3 separate regions of the Mus musculus genome follow, and regions 1 and 2 are each linked to region 3. The links are chromatin contacts, called in public promoter capture Hi-C and targeted proximity ligation maps. All regions are on one chromosome and are shown on one strand. The core of a region is the stretch at or near the end of the contact, and the rest is flanking DNA. Distances in the headings are between cores, read along the strand shown. Region 1 holds the start of Gldc (glycine decarboxylase). Region 2 holds the start of Dkk1 (dickkopf WNT signaling pathway inhibitor 1). Region 3 holds the start of Prkg1 (protein kinase, cGMP-dependent, type I).

Evidence for each region. Promoter capture Hi-C pulls out the DNA fragments that hold promoters and counts their contacts.
Region 1: a promoter capture Hi-C map of hippocampal neurons shows a contact between it and region 3, with 5 times the contacts expected there. A contact is called at or near these places in 2 of 39 promoter capture datasets (hippocampal neurons and pre-B cells) and 1 of 130 datasets of targeted methods (astrocytes).
Region 2: a targeted proximity ligation map of astrocytes shows a contact between it and region 3, with 4 times the contacts expected there. A contact is called at or near these places in 7 of 39 promoter capture datasets (the 3T3-L1 cell line, cranial neural crest, embryonic stem cells and 3 more), 3 of 484 Hi-C or Micro-C datasets (all in embryonic stem cells) and 3 of 130 datasets of targeted methods (astrocytes, embryonic stem cells and forebrain).

What each region holds. Positions count from the first base shown.
Region 1 is chr19:30,174,089-30,177,011 of GRCm38.p6, forward strand. It overlaps Gldc (glycine decarboxylase), which reads right to left and starts at 1,353. Exons shown (of 25, transcript NM_138595.2): 1 at 903-1,353; 2 at 336-414. The coding sequence starts at 1,172.
Region 2 is chr19:30,548,112-30,551,219 of GRCm38.p6, forward strand. It overlaps Dkk1 (dickkopf WNT signaling pathway inhibitor 1), which reads right to left and starts at 1,385. Exons shown (of 4, transcript NM_010051.3): 1 at 1,023-1,385; 2 at 667-835. The coding sequence starts at 1,268.
Region 3 is chr19:31,662,711-31,665,660 of GRCm38.p6, forward strand. Prkg1 (protein kinase, cGMP-dependent, type I) reads right to left here and starts at 1,660. Exons shown (of 18, transcript NM_011160.3): 1 at 1,261-1,660. The coding sequence starts at 1,571.

The DNA.
Region 1 (2,923 bases), core at 103-2,602, 1.5 Mb before region 3:
TTTCCTTTGTCCTTTCGGAAGTCTCACCTGATCTACTGAGATAACTACCTTCTCAGCTCAAAGGAACAAAAAGCCCTTCCGGTGGGCGTGCATGAGGTGGAGACTTCTAATCCAACACGTGTCTTTTGCAAAGCCTTCTTTGGGAAAGCTTGTAGGTGCCTCGCCAGCAACTCAGGGATAAAGACCATGAAAGGGGCTTACATAGGTTTTCCTCAGGGAAGAAAAATCCCAGCGGTTTAGGGCCTGTCAAGTACTGAGCAATCCAACCCCAAAGCCGGACAGAGATTATAGAAGGCAGAGCAGCGGAACCCCTGAGAGTCCTCCCGGCCACTTACAAATAGGGTCTTCCATTTTCAAGGGTCTCTTCAAGCGGATGCTGGCGGGGACCGTCTTCTCGATGAGCTCATCAATGCTCTAAAATTTAAAAACGCAAGCTGGTGAACAGGACAGTCAGAGCAAAGAGCCTGAGTTAAGAGAGCCACTTCAGTTTATCTTCAAAGGCTGGTAGGAACTTCATTTAAATCGTCTAATTAAGAGTTCTTTTTAAAGTGAAACATCAGGAAGCAGAAATCTTTTGGAGGAAAAAAAAAAAAAATGATGGAGCCGGATGGTAAATCCGCTACTCCGGGTTCGGGAGCTGCAACTGGAGCTGACCGGATTAATGTACTCTAAGTAGGGAGTCTTCTTTTCCTGCAAAGTTAGGGTTCGTCTGGAGTTGGGGATATTTTTTAAATGCACTTTAGAAGAGCGAGAACAGAGTAAAAGTTAAGAGAGGAGAAGGCACCACGATTAAGAGCGAGCTCGCTTTCAAGCTGGGGCCCGGGACGGAGGAGGAAGGCAAGGTGGGAGCCGGGAGGCCCAGCGGGCAGAGCTCCGGCAGGGTGGAGGGTGGAGGGCCTTACCGCCAGCCCCAGCGCCTGCAGCATCTCCCTCCGGTCTTTGTCTCCGGGGCCGATGTGTCTCCGGGAGAAGTCATCGTGTCTGGGCAGGAGGCGCTCCAGAAGGCGCGAGGCCCCAGCCGCGCCGCGGTCCCCGCCACCGCCACCGCCACCGCCGCCGCTGCTGTCCCGGCTTCGCTGCGCCCAACTCAAGCCGGTGCCCCGAGCCAGGCGGTGGCCGCCCCCGGCTCCGCGGCCCAGGCGCAGCCCCCATGCCCTGGCACACAGCTGCATGGACGCCGTCACCTCCCCAGCCCACGAGGGTCAGCAGCGCTTTCCGGCCCTCCTCTGGCCCCAATGCCCCGGGAGTGGCCGCCGCAGTCCCTGGATCCCCTTCCCGACCACTGCGGGCAATGAATGGGTACAGCGAACTGCACTAACTCTTGCAAAGTTCCTCCGCCTCAGCAGGCACCTGCTCCGCACACTTTAAGCGGCGCCCGAAGGCGGGCAGTAGGATGGAGCCAGGAAACCTTTAGCCAATGGGAATGGGTTGCAGGGCGGGGGCGAGGCAGGGCCCTCCCTTTCTCTCTCCTCCTTGTCTCCCACCTCCTCCCACTTCTTTCCCCTCTTCAGCAGCAGGGTGGAGTCCCCTGCCTGATGCTGGAAGTTTAAGGTCCCAAATCCCTCTTCTTACACAGGGGTTCGGGATGCTCTATAGGCCCACTGGCCGGGTTGTAGGGCCCATTGGGGCAGCCCTAACATTCGTGAAGTTCCTGGAGCAATGCACTGAGACAGAAGACAGGAAGACTCCAATAGTTAGCTGGTCTCCACTTACTGACTTTAGGGTCACATCTCATGAAAACCACTATGGGCAAAGGAAGGTTCTTTCATAGTTATGAAATCTGGACAAAGAGCACAGCCCCTAAAATATCTTATGCTTTAATCTTTTAATAAAGATTTAATATTATTTTTTATTGATTTGTGTGTTGGGTGAAATGTCTGTCTGTGTATCACATACATGCCGAATGCTTGCAGAAGTTAGAAGTGGACATCAGATTCCCTGCAAATGGTGTTACAGGCTGTTGTGAGCTTTTATGTGGGTGCTGATAGCCCAACCATAAGAGTAGCAAGTGCTCTCAATCACTGAGCCATCCCCCTGACCCCACTTTTTTTGAGATATGATGCGATGGGAACCAAACCCCCGATCTCCCAACTAGCACCAAGCTACACCCCAGCACCTGTCTTCTCCCTCCCTCCTTTGTATGTCTCCTTCGTCTTCTCTGTACTGGTTTGATATGCACCCATTCCTGAAATTCAGTCTTCCTTTACGTGGAATGCATGAGTATGCTGTTGGTATATTGGCTATATTTTTATTTCCTGAGTAAACCTAAACAGATACTGTAATGAAAGCAAAAGCATCTCCAGGAAGCTGACCCCCAAGGACAGGAACCTGGGACCCGCCTATCTGACCTTTATACACATCCTTAACGATGACCTTAGAGTTGAAGGCAAAGAGAAACTGGGTCTTGGGAAAGACACAAGAAACAGTGTTGCCTAAACTTTCAGGGGCGACTACTGTGTCTGTTGCAGGCAGGTCTTTGCTAGACCAAATAGTTGCTAAGTTAAGACCTTCCAGTGGAAGGACTTGTAGGGAGGGCTAACTACTGTGATGAGTTTGTAGGTTAAAATGACAGGTCAGAAGAGGAGACGACTCCAATGTTCTGAAAGAATCCCTTCATTTCTATTGCTACAGGAAGCACATATTTAGGGAATCATTTAGACCCAGTGTTGGATTGCCAAATTTCCACACAAGCTGACTTCATAACTTTATTTGGTCTTCTATATAAACATCAGAATGAGGACATTTTTAGTAGTTTGGAATGTACATGATTATTGGGAACAGCATATTCTACTGAGGTAAGCTGCATTCTGCAGTACTTATCAGTAATCACTATACTTGAGAGGTAGAGAGGCAGGATGATCAGGAGTTCAAGGTCAATCTTGGATACATAGGGGATTTGTGGACAGACGAAGTTGTATGTGGC
Region 2 (3,108 bases), core at 135-2,634, 1.1 Mb before region 3:
CTTTACTGTATAATTTTGATATTACGGAGATTTTAGTGAGTTGACTCTGGAATGCTGCTGTAACCTAGGAAGTTAGCCACCCCTCAAGTTTATTTCTGGAGACTTCTTTGAGACATTAACATTTTGTGGATCTGTGGTTGTGTGTGTGTGTGTGTGGGGGCAGTACTTCTTTGAAGGTAGTTGAGGGTGGAGGGAAAGGGGAGAAGGGATGGAGAGCTAGGGGTGTAAGCGGTACAGAGATCTCTTTTAAAAGCTGGCCAGCAGAGATTAATCATTCTAGCTCCCCGTTGACAACAGTTGTAATAGCCTTAGAGGAAAGAGAGACTGGCAAAGCCACGCAGAGTCCACCTTAAGAAAAAAACGTCTGGCTCCCCTTTCAGAACGACCTCTCCCCCTTTCTCAAGTGCCCCAAGGCTCCCTGAAGATAATTGTTTGATGGAAGGGTCCACTTTCAGGTCTTGTTGTTAGATCACAGAGGGAGGCAAGGAAAGATAAACTTTCAAGTGCTCAAACACAAGCCAGTGACGATGTGTCAGGAGAACCCTTGCATGAGCACGCGTTTGCAGGTGGCGCCACCTTAGCTTTGACAGAACCAGAGCATTTCATTTGATTCCTGGGTCCTCAAAGGCAAGGTGGTTCTAATTTAAAAAGGAGTCCAAGACTCACCATTTTTGCAGTAGTTCCCGGGGCAGCACATAGCGTGCCTCATGCAGCGCTTCCTGCGCTTTCGGCAAGCCAGACAGATCTGTACACCTCCGACGCCGGCTGCCCCGCGGCTGGGGCTGGAGCAGTACTCGTCAGAGCCGCACTCCTCATCTTCAGCGCAAGGGTAGGGCTGTGGGAAGGGAGCGGACTGGTGAGCAACTCAAGCATCCTGGTACCCACACCTTCAAGGTCCCCATCTGCCTCTTCAAAAGCCCCTTAAGCGCGCTGCTCTTAATGCAGTGATTCCAAACACACCCCAAATCTCACACACCTAGATCTTTCTGAGACCCCCGTCGGGATCACAGCACCCCTCTTACCTGGTAGTTGTCAAGAGTCTGGTACTTGTTCCCGCCCTCATAGAGAACTCCCGGCGCCACACTGACAGCAGAGCCCGGCTGCCCCCCAGCACCACCCAGCGGTGGGGGCAGGTTCTTGATCGCGTTGGAATTGATGAGAACTGAGTTCAAGGTGGCACTGGCTCCTAGCAGAGGGAGGCTGCAGAGAGCCATCATTGTAAACACGGCCAAGAACCGGACAGCTGCCGCTGCACACACAACCATCATCTCCGAAGGACGCAAACAGGCAAAGGTCAGGAAAAGAGAGGTCACTTTGCACGGCGGCTGGCTGCAGAGTCTGGACTGCGGAACCTCAACTTCGGGACCTCCGCTGGTGGAGTCTCTGGCTGCCAGGCGCACAGCTCTGCACCGCCACCGCCACCTCTGGCTGCCTTTATACTCAGGCTCCCAGCCCTCCCAGCTCCTCAGGGAAGACAACAAAGCCGGGATGGGATTTCAAAGCTTTGGGAGGAGCTGGGAGGGGGAGTGTTTGTGTGTCGGAAGCAGGGAGGACTTTGACACTCTCCCCTCGCCCCTCCCTTGCACTGTGGTCCCCTTGTCCAGCTCACCTTAGAGTGTGGGTCACTAGAGCACTAGAGCATTAGAGCCTAGCCCAAACTTATAAATAAATAAATAAATAAATAAATAAATGGCGGGAGGGTGCACTCTGTGAGCTTGAGTGTTCTGCTGTGGGGCTGGGTTAGTTCTGTCTGAAATCCTTGTCAGAGTTAAAAGTGATAGAATATACAAAACCACGTTTCTTCTCTTCCCCATATGAGTACCCTCGCTTTCTGCGCACGCAAATAATATTCAGTATTAAATACAATGCGAGCAGCCATTCATCAAAGGTTTTGTGAAAAGCCCAGGTGGCTCCTATAGTTGCTGATTAACCCTTTAGCGTTGCGATTTGCAAATGAGGTTCTTGTCTTTTAAGTTTGTCTAGTTGCTTCCCCACTTCCCACTCCCTCCCTCCCCCCACCCAACCCTACACACACCAGGAGAAAAAAAAATGTGCAAAGACAAGAAAATTTGCACATCAAATGAGGATGCCAAGGGAAGAACTAATTCGCTTTTGATGGTGAGTTTGGGGGGGTTGGGGGTGGAGGCGAGAGACTGCCGTTTGGAAATTAAATCAGGGATGGAGGGGAGAGGGAAATAGGCACCCGATAATCAAACTATTTAATGTGGTTCTTTGAATCTGGTCAATCCCAGCAGTAGATGAACTTGATTAAGCAGACACATGAGATCAAAGTGGCTCTGAGCCAGAGCGGACAGGGTCCCTGAGCCTGGTCAGTCCTCTTTCCCTGGTTCCCTGTTCCCAGCGGTGGGTTAATAGAAGAAGATAAGAAACCCGAAGGCTTAGCTCCCGGCTTTCTCATTAGTGTTTCATATCGCTGAGCAGGAGAGGGCTTGCTTTTGATCCCAAATCAAACCTCGTCCAGGACAGGACAGGACAGGAGGAATAACCCTCTAGGGAGATAACAGAGGACCTCCTGGAAAAGAAGTGCTGAACCTAAATCAGAGAATGAATTTGAAGGGGTTTCGCCCAGTGTGTAAAATAAGAAACAACATGGACATAAGAATGCCGTGCTTATAAATTAGCGGTAATGTATGTAATAATGACTTTTATTAAAGTCAGTCTTTTATCCAACCATCACAGTGCTAAAAGAGACAGTTGTCATGAAATAACAAAAGATAAGAAATGTGAATGGATAATGTTTAAGAACAGATCGATAAATCTGAGACCACAAGCAACTGTTGTATGAGACTGAAAAGGAAGAAATGATCTGAAATCCTTGTTGGAGAGGGTGAGCTGAGATGTCCTTTGTAGCCCCTTAGCTTCTGGATCTGCTAGAATTATTCACGACACCGCTTTATCTATAATAGTTATTCTTAGGAAGCCCCCCACCCCCACAATAGCCAATGACAGTCTTGTACAAATATAACCCTGAAGTTGAGCTAGGAGGGATATTATGAACAATATTTAAATATCTGTTTGGTGGATTTCAGAACTTAAGTGTCTTCCAAGTAACTTTTAATGTTGCCTCAATTCTACCCCAAACTCCAT
Region 3 (2,950 bases), core at 410-2,909:
GATTTGACTTTTAAGTTCTCAAAAGTGTATGTAATGTGTACTTCTGAGCCCTTCCATCCAAGAAATACAAATGGCAATAACCAAGCATTTACTTTCTCTTCTTATGAATCCCCTGTGTTTATGAAGTAAAGGGTTCCCAGGGACCTTCTGTTATTATGTAACATGTGTCATCCAGCCGTGTTATGTAGTTAAGAGCAGGACAACAGAATCCTCTGCTTTACCAATTATGTCATTACTATTAATTAAAATGCCATTCAGATGGTGTTCTGGTTCTGTTGCTGTCCCATCCCTGCTGTTCACTCTCCATATGGACTCTGGGCTCGAGTGTTGTGTAACAAGTTTCATTCAGGGTCCCCATCCAAGTTATGAATCCTACTGACACTAAAACTACACTGCTCTCTAACACACAAGAACTGCTAGCAGCACAGTGGCTTGAGACCTGAATGTGAGACACAGCTTGGTCCCCACTGGAAATAGCATGTGCTTGACTACACTGTCCCTGAAAACACATTAACCCTCTGGGGGGAAATGAAAGTGTTCATTGGGAACCATGTGAAAATTCTTTTAGGAAAAACAAGTAATATTCTCTCTTGGATATTATGAAAACATTGTTTTTTAAAAAAAAAATCAACAGACTAGGTTTCCATTTATGGATTGTAAATGTCATCCAACTCAGGAAAATTTTAAAAATTCTTCTGTTTTATATGTATATTTTCTTATTCTTTTACACTTTGATGGTGACAGAACCTCAGGTTTGAACGGTACCAGCATGAAGCGCCGGCGGCATGTAGAAAAATCCAGGAGAGCCACAAGAGCTTGGAAAGTCAGGGTAATATCAACGCATTTCATTTCAGTCTGATGAGCCTGCAGTTAGGATTTTCCGGCTGGCCAGGTTGGCTGGGGCTTTGGGGAAGAAGGGGATTCTGGTTCCTCCGTTCAACAGCCACTCACACACACGGTCAGACACACACCTGGGGCGCGTCCAAACTATGTACAGTAGGTGGCATATATGAACGTATATGTATGTATATTTTAAAAATACCTTGGCATCTGACAAAGACACGAAGGCAACGGATGTGCAGGGAGTCTGGCCCTGAGAAACGTGCACAGCCCCTCAAGAAGTGCCGTGAAAATGAGACATTTCTGAGGATGAGGACAGACATGGCAAGCGGGAGGGGCAGGGGCCGACAGACAATACAGAGACCCGCAGCTTCCCACCGCCTGGGCGCCACATGGACCCGGGCGCGTAACCCTGCTTACTGTGGGCTCTTGGGGTAGAAGGGCAGGGTCACGTGGCTGAGATCCTGGATGTCGAAGGCGGTGGGCTCCGCGGAGATCGCCTGGCGCTTGGTGCGCGGTTCACCCTGCAAGGTGCTGGCGCTCTGCTTCTGCGCCTGCTGGGTGGCCGGCCGGATCACCGAGCGATACTTGTCCAGTTCGTTCTGCAGCTTCTGGATCAGTTCGTCCTTCTGATCCAACTCCAGCTCCAGCTCATCGATGAGAGCATCCCGCTGCCTCAGCTCCTCGATCTTCTCCTGGAGCGCATACTGTAAATCCCGCAGGGTGCCCATGCTCCTCCGGGCTGCCGGGGGCTCCTGCCTGCCGCTGCTCCGCGTCTTGGGGCTTCCTCCCCTCTCGGATCAACTTTCCCTAAAGTCGCCGCTGCCTCGCGAGTGCAAAAGCTTCCCTCGACTTGAGACCAAAGCCAAGCCTGGCTTCTGAGCATGCCCAGTCCGCCGCTCCAGCCACAGAGAGTTTCAGTGTGCAGATTCCACTTCTCCGGGTTTAGGGATGAGCAAAACAGGTCCAGCCCAGGATGAACCTGAAAGGCGGTGGGAGCCGCGGCGCTTTGGGGAGCAAAGCCCGGAGGCGCAGTGACCCACGGGCGGGAGGAGGGAGACTGGGCTCGGAGGCGGTGGCTGCTCGGCTCGGGTCACCAACGCCGGGTGCCAAAGGAAGCCAGCGATGTGTGTGGGGAGCCTGATAAAGCTCGGGGGCGCTGGGGCTGTGCGGGCGGAGCGAGGCTGGAGCGCTACTTCGGAGGTGGAGAGGTGGGAGGGAGAGGACCAGGAGCAAACTGGAGGCGTCAGCGGGCTCCGGGCTACAGAATGTGGGGCTAGGTTCCTGGCGACCAAGGGAGACAGAGCAGACTGTGCGTGCTAACAGCTTTGACTTCTGGAGGGATTGTGACCGCAGCCTCACAGAGGAAAACAGTGTGGCTGAGCGCTTGCGTCCTCCACAGCACCTTTCCCACGGGGAGCGCCTCACACAGGTGTCTAGGGTTTGCAAAGAAACTTGCCTCTCCAAAGGTGAGAGCTTACAGTGCCTGGGAGGGATTTCCACGGGCGTCCAGGTGCCTTTGAGGAAGGTTAGGATGGGTATCTGACCTCCGCCCCCAAGCCTTTCCACACTCCTAATTTTCCCTATTCTTGCCTGCCAAACTTAGATCAATGAATTCGTCTAGGGGCAAAAGCCAAAACCCCAAAGGATTTTGGGCCGGAGCAGGCCTCTCAGCAGCTCCCTGGTCCCTCCCATTTGTGCTAGTATCAATTGCGGAATGGTTCCCTAGAGGCCTGGCTTCTTCCATTTGCTGGATTTGGTGAAGTGGGTGGGGGCTTAAAAAACACAGCGGAGTTCCAAAACATTCTTTCAGAAAGGGAACCATACCTTTTCAACGTTACTTTCCTAACAGCCCAGGAGTTAATGAGAAAATTTTGCCAACTTTGGGGAAGAGGTAAGATCAACAAAGGATGGGAAAACTACAGGAGCTGTAATTGCACTGTCCCACCCACTACACTAGCTCTCAACCCAACCACTTCACCAGCCAGAACCAACTGCTCAGTGTGGGCTAAACTGCTAGCAAGAAGGCGGCATTCTTTCAGTCCAAGAATTGGTCTCTCATCTTGGGAACACTTATTTAGAATACCCAAAATATTTACCTAATGCTTAC